Regions from separate parts of the Zea mays genome. Here region 1 is linked to region 2. The links are chromatin contacts, called in public Hi-C maps. All regions are on one chromosome and are shown on one strand. Each heading gives the region's core, a stretch centred on a gene start, on an enhancer-like site or on the middle of the called end of the contact. The rest is flanking DNA. Distances are from core to core; before and after follow the strand shown.

Region 1 (5,528 bases), core at 1,766-4,265, 530 kb before region 2:
CCAACCCTTGCAGCCGTTGGAGGTCTTCGTCTTGGCTTGTCGGAGTGAAGAGGGGTGCTTGGACCTTCGCATGGACGATGTCCGCAGCCTGACCGACGAGGCTCGCTAGAGCGGCCTTCGCTCTGCGGAATGTTGATGTAGGTGTCGTCGAGCGAAGGGTGGTGTGTTCGCCTTCGCCTCAACAGGTGGGTAATTTTTGTGCAACATCATGAGAAGGTATGAAAACATTTTTTTGAAGCACCCTTCGAAGAGCTTAAAAAATTCATGAATCTGATCTCTAGTTTCAGTTTTTTCAAAACTAGAGCTCGTGGAGCTGGACCTGTTTGGATAGAATAAGCTAAAATAGACTTGAAATTCTTGAAGTGAAGCTCTCCCAAACAGGGCCTTATATGGTGACGTGTGACCGGGGACTGCAACCAATGGTTAGGATAGCCCCCCGATCAAAGGCACAAATGTACGGTTAGAATTAACTCTACCTTAGTTCCTGTTAACCAGCTCGTGTAGAGGGCACACCCTAACAAAAAGTGCACGAAGATGGTGAAGGATCCGCCTGACTGCACCCAAGTGCGGCTCACATGGGTCATGGCAGACGATGTCAGGTCTAGTGAAGGTGAGATACTAAAAAGCACCAGCAAGGCTCCGGTAGGATCGCAAGAGCGTTTAGTCTACGTATCGATCTAGATCACACAAGGCTTAAATCTAGATCACACAAGGCTTACAGTCAACCATGTTAGCCCGCTCGAGGATGTCCATAGTGTACTGTTGCTGCTGGAAGAAGCCCTCGAGGCAAGACTCATTGGCGGTCCCCAGAAAATGGTTCAGGGGGCCAAAATCCTTCATGACGAACTCATGCTTAAGTGTGGTGATAATCCGAGACATGAGAGCTAAAGAGGAGGCAGTGAGCACGATGCCATCAACATAGAGGAACAGGTACACGGTGTCACTACCACGTTGGTAGATAATGTCCAACTTGGCCTCAACAAAGCCAAGAGAGAGCAGGTATGTGGCAAGCGGGTGTACTTGACATGACCATACAGAGACTTGTTGAGCTTGCATACAATACAGTATGAGCAGAATCCACAAATCTAGCATGCTGGCTGCAGTAGACACTAGACACTAGACGATCTCGGTAAGAGTCCCATGAAGTAAGGCAATCTTAACATCCAATTGATGAACCAGCCACGAGCGGGAGAGTGCAAAAGTGAGAACAGTGTGTATGGTAGCAAGCATAGTTAACACCACAACACTGGGTAAAGACCCGAAGAACCATACATGTATGTTTAATTGCTTAGGAGTTAGGAGCATGTCATATAACTTTTGTTGACAAGTGGTTTATGTTATATGTGGTAAAGTCCACTTTACCCCAAATATCATCTAAAGTAATACTCATTTTCATGTGATATTATTTTTTCAAGTCATATGTTGACCTTAAAAGTTTAAGAACATGTCTTCTACAAGTACTATAAAGTATTTCAAACCTGGATGCACACTTTTAGGTAGATGTTACTATGTGGCTCAATATTTTCACACTAACACCCTTTTCAAACTTATTATATGTGTAATAATCTAATTGAAGAAAATAAAGTCCAGAAACTAAGCATGGATAATCACTTACAAGTAGGGATGGCAACGGATAAACTATCCATGGATAGTGTCTCTGGACATCCATATCTGTGACTTATATCCGATATCCGAACCCGTACCCGTTACCCGCTATAGATAATAAACAGTATCCACATCCGTTACCCGCGGGTAACGGATATCCGCGGATATATCCGTTTGCCCACTACACATACAACATATTTAAATCCAGCAAATTCAAATATGATATCATATTTGTCCAGCAAATTTAAATATGATATCATATCCGTTTGCCCACTATTGAATCTTCCATCACGAGCATCTAAAATAAAGTTGCATGCACATTAGTATCTATATACTTTAAATATAATATATTGGAAAAATGAAGAAAAGTGCTGGATTTAAATATCAAATATAGCAGGGACTGTGGTGGCGGACTGGCGGGCGCGGTGGCAGCACCCGATAGCGGATGCGGTAGGAGTCGGAGTCTGGGAGAGGAGAGATGGAGTGGGCGGCGGCGGTAGGAGTGAGAGAGGATCAGAGGAGAGATGGAGTGGGTCCGGAGCGAGAGCGACCGAGTGAGGGCTTCGCTGCCTGGAACGGTGGAATCTAGGCTTGTGGCCTTGTGGGACGGGAGTACGGGATATTTTAACGGATATTCGGGTATTTGGGTATGGATACTGATTTTTCGTATCCATTTTAAAAATATCCACGGATATCAAATGCTATCCGTATCCGTATCCATGGATACAGACTCGTACCCAAAACCGTGTTCAACGGGTTTTTTTATCCGCGGGTACGCGGATAAATCACATCCATTGTCATCCCTACTTACAAGAGACATATCCTTGTTGGTATGACATATCATAGAAATTGGTATTAAACGCCAATTGAATTTTTATATGTGGTATTTATCATTACGTTATCTTTTAGTTGATATCTTTTATCAGTTTTACGTACTTTTTTTGTGCATTATATTGCTTAAACATTCTTGTGCATCATATTCGTACATTTAGGAAACAAACGGTCTATGTAACATTAGAGTCAGTTAATTTTTATGATATTCTGTTGCACGCAGGAAACATCACAAAATTTAACTATCTTCTACGCTACTACTGTCATTTTTATTTTTATTTTAAATGGAGACAATCAAAAGGACTCATATCAAATCTAACCCATAATAACTATAACAAATAAGAAAAAAATCCTGCGTACATTGGGGGCTCGAGTTGGGATTGGGATTGGGAACAAGAAAAATCTAAGCGAGGAAGACAGAAAGTATAAAGGAGATGAGAAAGAGGCGACGGCCCCGATCGAGCCACAAGAGAAAGGCCGTCCGCCCATCTTGCTATCCTCCCGAGCGGCCGAGTCTGCTCCAACTCCAACTCCGCGCATGGACAACCACGTGTCCCGGAGGCCTGGAGTCCCCGTCCGTCCCTTCCGCGCGCGCTCCCCAAGGTGAGATCAGCATCTCCGTCTCTTCCCCGCCGCTCCTCACTCCCCTACCGCCACCCCTAAAACTAGCCCCATTCCCTTACCAGCGTCCGATCACACTCCTCGGTCCCACGCTTGGATGGATTCCGTCGGTACAAATCGGCCCCCGCTGCGCCCCGTTGCCGCCGCAGCTACTCGACGCAGCGCGCTCCTGCGCCCCCCTAGCCACCTCGGGCTCGGCAATCGGTGAGTGGTTCTGTCGTGGGTCTCGATCAGATCAGATGGTTGATTTCGACGTGCTACTGCTACATTCCTTCGATTCGTGGCGCGGCTTGGCTCGACACTGAATGCTGTGCTCGCTGTGAGTCTGTGCAGTTTTGCGGAGACTAAGCTTGGGATCGCGTCAGGGTGTGGAGGAGGAGGAGGGTATTTTGGAAAGGCAGGTGTCTCGATTTTTGGTAGGTTTGTGCCTCAGTGGCATGCTGATCTGTGGATTATCTGATATAAGCAAATTTCGTGGTGGCGCAGGTACAGGGATTTGATGCCTTGCGGAGTACCACGACGAAAGTTCAGAGCGGGAAGGCGGGGAGGAGTGTGACCAAGGTATCTAATCACACCATGCTCCAGGGCCTGTAGCGCACTACTATTTCATTGAACCACTGGTTCATTATATTATGTTGCTTGATATCATTGGCCAGTTTCAAGTGATGGGTTGGTACCGTGCAAGTAAATTTTTGTTGTATGCAAATGTGTTCTGTATTTATACGCTGTAGTGTATCCTGACACATTTTGCTATTCCAAAATTGAATTTTGCATCTGAACTTACTGTGCATTGTTTGTCATGTGTTCTTTTGGGGATGATGTTTATCCATTTCGTATTTACAGGAAATGGGACACACTTCATCTGGCAATGAAGTGCCCTTGAAATATTCTTCAGGCAAAGCCTTCCCCCTAGGAGTGTCACAAGTTGACGATGGGTTAAATTTTGCAATATTCTCACAACATGCTTCTTCTGTCACCCTTTGCTTGAATTTTCCTGAGAGGTAATATTTTCCCTCAAACTGTGTTGTGATGTTACTTTCCATGTCATTCGACCTAACTGCTGGCTAGTTAACTGAACTTCTTTTGTTTCCCTTCAGATATGAGCTTGTAGTTTTTTTGCCACCTTAGAATTCTAATCTTCTCCATACAATTTTAGTTACCACTGTTACTGTATGTGTTCATACTTCATGGTTGCTTTCTTTGCATATTAAACCTTGGTTAGTCAGTCCATGGCTACTCTTGTTTCAGGGTTTCAAAGAGATGTCAATACTGTTTGCACAACCCGCCACACATCATTTGGTGTTTTGGGATGCGCTTGGCACACTGAAATCTGAAGTGCTTCAATGAACACCCTGTCACCCTCACCCCTGATCATCCACCAACTGAAAAGAATCATATAGGGATGAAACTGGTCGATAGTAATATTTCCTATATGGAAAACAATTCCCACTCAGTCAAACTCTATATTTTCAATTTAACTTAGTGATGACACCAATTCTGTGCTGAAAGAAATTAGAAAAAATCTAAAGTTTAAATACTGTAATGGTTATAACCGATATCACTTTTACTGAAATGATCCCTAATAAATGAAATTTCCATTTCATCACACAACATACCAACAACCAAATCGAAGCCATAACTGAAGGACTATTACCTGATAGGGTCCACAAAGAATGATATAGTTCATGATCCCTCACATTTATTTCCTGTAATGATCTGAATTGTAAACTTGGAGCTTGGTTCAAATCATCACCATGCTGAAAAGCACTGAATTGTAGCCTTTTACTTCTTGCTCTCGAAAAGTAATATGGCATACTCAATATGCCTTCTGATTTTTTTTCAGAGGCAACCAAGATGATGTGGACATTGTAGAGTTTGCTTTAGACCGCCAGAAGAACAAAACTGGAGATATATGGCATGTGTCAGTGGAGGTAATTTTCTTTAGTTCTGATACTATTTTACCTTTGGAGATAAACACATTATTCTTTTTTATGGACAGCTTGCTCCGCACTAACATTCATCAAACAAGAACCGCAATATTTTTTCTTATGTATATTTTTATTGTGGTTACATATTCACTAGTGCATGCTCCATTTAATAAAGATCACCTGCATTTGGGAGGGACTGTACCTGACGTGATACCCATATTTTCAAATTGCTGACCTTCTGTTATGAGCCTATCTTCCCTGTTGACAGAAAGCACTGTTGAGTACTGTCTCATAAAATGAGCTATTTTGCTTCATCAGTTCTAGCTTCTTTGCCCTCTATCTGTTTTGGTGCCCCTTGTATGCATACTCAATTACTAAATTTTCATCCACTTATAATTTACTATAATTGTACTTCTGTACTCATCTGTCAGCTTTAAAGAAGTCTTTTAATTTCAGGGTTTGCCTGCTTCTGGTGTTCTTTATGGGTATCGCATTAATGGTCCTCAAGGGTGGCAACAAGGTCATAGATTTGATGACAGCGTT
Region 2 (5,863 bases), core at 2,500-4,999:
GAATGGTACGGCGGTCGTGACGATCTTTTTTCCGTTCTCCTTTGAGGGCGGAGGAACGGAAAGAACAACTTGCTTTCTCCCGGCCTCTTTCTTCCTTGCGACCTGTGTCCATTCTTTCGTCGGGGAAGTAGACAGTGGAGTTCTCCGGGTCAGCGGGCCCTCGGCCCCTAACTTTCTGAAGACGATCTCTTTTCGGAGAGCTGGAGGTTGCGCTTCTCCGGTATTTTCGGAGTTTGTTGGAGGAGACTTCTTTTTCGGCGGATCTGCAATGCGGTGTAGAGTTCCCTCTTCATCTGCTATGGATGAGATTGTTCCAAAGCAGAATACGGATCCGGGACGGAGGGTGATCTTGCTGTGGAAGGTGACGGCCATTGAGCTAGCTTGGATCGTCGACACACCCCCTACCTGGCGCGCCAGCTGTCGGTGTTTTGGATCCGACCGCACACCCGGGGTTGCCCCTCTAGGTGTTTTAGGAGTAGGACGGTGTCGCCGACTGTAGCAAAATGGTTCGTGCCAGATGCACGGGGGACAATGGACAGTGTTTACAGGTTCGGGCCGCTTAGAGATGCGTAACACCCTACGTCCTAGTGAGTATGCTTTGTGTAATGAGTTACAAGGTAGCTCTCTAAAGTGAGAACGTGGAGAGTTGAGGTGGATGGCTGAGTGATGGGATCGATCGTTCTGAAGGGGTGCCCCCTAGGCCTTATATATTCGACCGTGGGGCAATACATGTGGATATGATAACAATGTGCACCTAAAAGATAGTGAACTGTTTGAGTCTATCTTCCTATGGTTCTGCCGACTTATCCTCGCATGGTTCCGTTGCATGGGACTCCAGCACGGGAAAGTCGGATCTTTGTTGTGGTCGCTTGCTCAACGCTGTGGGCCGTCCGAGCTTGCACCAATCCGGCCTTACGTCAACCTGCTTTACTGATTGTCCCTCCCCAGGCCCACGAAGGAATGACCTTACGATTTATTGGGCTCTTGGGCCTCTCGTGAGGTCTTTTACCCTTCCACTGGACCCGGGGATATCTGTCCCCCACCCCCCACTATAGGTGTACATTCGGGCCGCCCGACCCGGCCCGGCCCAAGCCCGAAAAGGCCCGTAATGTTTGAATTTCGGGCCGGCCCGGCCCGTTTGAATTTCGGGTCGGGCCGGGCCGGCCCATAGACCTAGCTCTCGGCCCACGGCCCGGCCCGTAATTGCTTAAACGTGTCGGGCTCATTTCGGGCGGCCCGAAATTATAAAAGCCCGAAATTCACATTACGGCCCGAAATTCAATTTTAGGCCCGAAATTCAATTTTAGGCCCGAAATTCAGTTTTTGGCCCAAAATTCACATTAGAGCCCTAAATTCAAAAAAAAAACAAATAAAAGATAAGACAAATAAATTTGAACAAAATCAAACTTAGTATTTGTATTAAAGTTACCACAGCTACGCAATGACTACCTCATTTATAAATCATTTTGTTAGAAGGAAAAAGAGTATAATCAGCTCTATACAAAGTTTGTAAGTTCAGTTTATTGTCTAATGTTCATAACAAAAGCAAAATTACATCACACACTCTAATTCAAAGCTACAAAAAACATCTAACTAGCATTATCTCTAGCTTTGTGTTATTTATCAAGTATATGAAAGTGTGAAATGAAGTGTGGTTTTAATAAATATATGGGCCTTTTCGTGCCTCTATATGGGCCATTTCGTGCCTGCCTTAAACGGATCGTGCTCGTGCCCACCCATGGGCCGTGACCTCGGCCCAAACCCGGCCCGTTATAACGGGCCGTGCCGGCCCGGCACTAAATTATTTCGGGTCGTGCCGTGCCTGGGCCGTGCTTTTTTTCCGTGCTTTGGGCCGGCCCACCAGGCCCGGCCCAAATGTACACCTATACCCCCCACCCCTCGAGCTAGTAGGACTGTAGGAGAAAACAAGGGAAAAGAGGGGTGTGGTGCCTCGCTGCCACCTTCCTCACCCTGCCGCCCGCACTTGTGACTTGCCATTTTGCCAATGAGCTCGGGCAACCGTAGCCAGCCAGCGACGAGAGGGGAGGAAGGGGACTAGCGGTAGGCGGTAGCACGATGGCAGTGTTGCCCGTTTCGCTTGACGGACAGGATGAAGCGAGGGCTGAGCCTCTAAAGCTCTCCCATCGTCGATTTTTTACACCTCTCAAGGTGGTCGGTGAGCTATTAAAAAGTCCTTGCCCTCGGAGAGACACGTGGGACTTGCCCAGCTATTAAAAAGTCCGTTTGAGACAGCTTTTTCTGAAGAGTTTTTATGAAAATCTAGATTCATGAATAATCTAGAATATAAATTATAAAATGAGTTCATGACACATTTAGAGATGTTGTACCAAGTGATTTCAGGCTTATTACTTGCTTCAACATCTACACACAATATATATCGATCCACCATAATGAACAATACAATCGTAAGTCACAAGCACACAGGTTCAGCCACACCATTAAGTTATGTCTATGTCCCCGGTGTTGAGGTGACCACAAAGGTAATTACATTGTCTTCCAATTCCTCTTTTTTGCAAGCGATCATAAAGATAAATCCAAGATTTCCACTAGAACAATATGGGTATTACAAACTTTCTTGTTCCCCTCACAAACACATGTCTATGGTGTCACTAAACAACACCTAACCAACTAGGGTTCTAGAAACCCAAGAGTAATAAAATGAAAACCAAACCATCGGTGAGCAACACAAGTGCTCAAGAGATAGACTTACTATAGAGTTGAAATCACAAATATCTCACTCCAGTCCCACTCACAAAGATGAGGATCTATGCTTGAGTGAGATCTATGTTGTATACTCAGTGATTTAGAGTCCCTAACAAGCTTGTTTAGTGTCTATTTGATTGGGTTGTGGCTATAAAAAGAAGTTGATGTGGACCGTAAGCTATGAAAAAAAATATGTTGTGGACTACAAGTTGAAAAAAAGAAGATAAAAGTCATTTGGTGGAATTGGCTGTAGTTGTGGGAGTTACGGACGAGCAGACGTCGCCGCTATCAGTTGGGGTGATAGAAGAAAAAAAAGAAGCGCTATTTTTCATTTATTAGTGACAGACGAGTAATATTTATAAAGTTTTTCCACTCAAAAACCGCAAAAAATAGCTTCATATATGCTTTTTAATTTTTCACTGCGAAGAAAGACGGCTTTACAAAATTGCTGGCTGAAATTAGACCTTTGGCTTAGCTTTTAGCTTTTAAGAAGCACTGGCTACTAGTATTTAAATCCTTGATCAGAGCTTCCTACCTCTCTATGTAGTGCAGGAAGATCTCGGATATTTTACAAATGTATTTTTTCTAGTTTGTTCTATCAAATCAGCATGAATGAATATCTTGGTTTTCAAGGCTGTGAAGTCAGCTTGCTTTTCAAGCCCCTGTTTGAATTGGGCTTCACATTTTTCACAAGCTCGGCCCATCCCCTGATACACAACCCAAAATAATTGACTTTCTTGAGTGAGTAGTCGATGTTGGGTATGAATGCATCAGTATCCAGGAAAGCAGCAACGTTTCTCCTGTTGACCTTGCTACTCAACGACAAGCAATCTTCGCTAGCAAGCGGTGGACGAGGACAGGTTGACGTTTCTTCGAACCATGCGCTAAACCCCAGATCTTTTCTACTAGTAGTACGATCTGAAGAACCAAGTTGATCCCGTCAAACCAATCCGAGGAACGAGATCATTCCTCAAGTCAGTTGCTGCCTGCTGGGCACGAGAAAGGAAGCCAGGCAAGCTGCCTTCAAATTCCCAACCTCTTGGCATTGGCAGTGGCAGTTGACGCCCTCCCCGTCTCCTCGATCAGCGTCCGACCGCCATGGGTGGCCTCAAGCTCCGGCGGCTGGCATCCACCTTCCTCTCCCCAGGCCCCGCATCCCCGGGCTCCGCGGCCGACGCGCACCACTCGGTGTGGCGCGCGACGGCTCACCACCCTAGCACGGCGCCGCCGTCCGCGCAGCACATGGACGCGCTCCTGGCCTTCGGGCGGGGCTCGCGCCTCTCCGCCGCGTCGCTCGCCGCGGCGCTCGTGGACCGCCTGCGCGCCGCGGCTTCGGGGCAGGGCGACGCCGCCGTGGCTCTCAAGTGCCTCGTGGCGCTCAGGGTCCTCCTGGCGCGGGGCGCGTTCATCCTCCGCGACCAGCTCCTCGCCGCGCTCGCCCGGCACCCGGCCTCCGGGCGCAACCCGCTCGCGCTGTCGTCGTTCCCGCTCGGCCGGTCCTCCTTCGCCGCCGCGTCGTGGGTCCGGTTCTCCGCGCGGCTCCTGGAGCTCCTCCTCCTGCTCCCGGACGCCTCCGCCTCCGCCGACGCCGACGCCGAGTACCTCACCGCGCTCCCCAACCCGCACCTGGTCGCCGAGCTCGCCGCCTTCGTGTCCGTCGCGGACGCCGTCCGCCAGGCCCCGCCGCCCCCGCCCTCGGGCCCACAGCCCAACGCGCTCATCTGGGAGGCCGTCCGCCTCGCCGACGAGGACCGCGTCGCGGCGGAGCGGAGCATCGTCGCGCGGGTCCAGGAGATGGGGGAGCGCCTCGACACGCTCTCCCTGGCCGACGCCGTGGAGCTGGTGTGCGTGCTGCGGCGGGTGGAGGACGGCACCGCGTCGGATTGCAAGTGGGCGGGGCTGGACGAGGGCGTCGCGCGCGCGGCTCGGGGCCTCCGCGAGCGCGCCGAGGATGTGGTGCTGCGGAGGACGGTGGAGGAACGGCGCCTGGTGCGGAGGGACGCCGCGGGCAGCGCGTCCGCGCGCACCATCCTGCCGATCCGCGCCGCTGCTGGCGACGGCGGCGCCGTCCGGTTCGGGTCCACAAGGTGGGCTGGCACAGTTTCTGCGCCGCGTAGACGGTAGGACAACGTGTACAGTGTGCACTTCTTTTTTTTAGTTCTTCTCATGGTTCACTCAACACGTTTCAAATTCTTGTAATTGCAGATTTGCAGTCGAGATTTTTTTGTTGTAAATTTTTTGTTGTAGTGCTTGTTGTTGTGTTTGATACAAATGGCCATGGTGTAAATATTGGGCGAGAACGTGAATGGAAGCGCTTGCTACGAGATGTCTGCTCGATCAAAAAAAAAATATTTGTGGGCTGCTTGCCGCTCACTTGTGATTTGTGAAGGTGAAAGCTCTGCAAGAGGGAACCATGCAATGAAGACTCAGGCGTGTCGTACTTTGCTACTCTTGTGGTTAATCGATCAGCTTACGCGGTAGAAAATGATGCTTTGGTGGCGTGATGGATGTTCAGAAGATGCAAACGTAGCTGTTACTCTCCCGGTGTCTATGCCACACACCTAAGATATGATCATAATTAGCTGTTTCTGGTGGGGTATCTGCATATCCATGTAACATTGACTTTGCTGCACAACTTTGCTACTATAGTATAGTCGAGTGACGAGTGTCGACATCAGTAGATTAAAACTATATCGAGCTTGTGCACTTTATTCGGAGAGATATTTTTGGCTTGGACCTGCTTGCTACTTTATCTTGCAGTCTTGGTTACAAAATCGGTGCTCGGTGCGATCTGCGCTCTGCCGTGGCATCGTCTACAATCTACGCACGGAATGTTGCTCTCCTCTCCAGTATCCATACAACTTAGTACAGTATTTTTCTAGTTTAAAGATGTACTATGCACTTGTAGGTGCACCGTGCACGGAGTGGTATACCCTTCGTGATCTGTGTTCTGCTCCTACCGCCAACCACCACGCAACTCGTTTACTAAAATACTAAATGCTGGTGGTAGTATTTTTGCTGACGGGTCACGGGCTTCTCTCAATCAAATTTTCTAGTTGAACCCCAGCTGCGTACAGGCAACCATTGACCCTGACTATAAAAGGAGGGACTGGAGATCAAGCCTTAAGCAAACAGCTAA

Evidence for each region. A called contact is a pair of places that touch in the nucleus more often than the background predicts.
Region 1: a contact with region 2 is called in a Hi-C map of ear, with 2.3 times the contacts expected there. The contact joins the promoter of LOC542095 here to the promoter of LOC100191277 in region 2. A contact is called at or near these places in 2 of 25 Hi-C or Micro-C datasets (ear and tassel).

Annotation. Positions count from the first base shown.
Region 1 is chr7:134,551,723-134,557,250 of Zm-B73-REFERENCE-NAM-5.0, reverse strand. It overlaps LOC542095 (isoamylase-type starch debranching enzyme ISO3), which reads left to right and starts at 3,015. Exons shown (of 24, transcript NM_001111728.2): 1 at 3,015-3,261; 2 at 3,391-3,454; 3 at 3,544-3,618; 4 at 3,901-4,058; 5 at 4,901-4,988; 6 at 5,442-5,528. The coding sequence starts at 3,155.
Region 2 is chr7:134,019,085-134,024,947 of Zm-B73-REFERENCE-NAM-5.0, reverse strand. It overlaps LOC100191277 (clathrin assembly protein), which reads left to right and starts at 3,749. Exons shown (of 1, transcript NM_001136711.1): 1 at 3,749-5,047. The coding sequence starts at 3,823. The coding sequence ends at 4,848.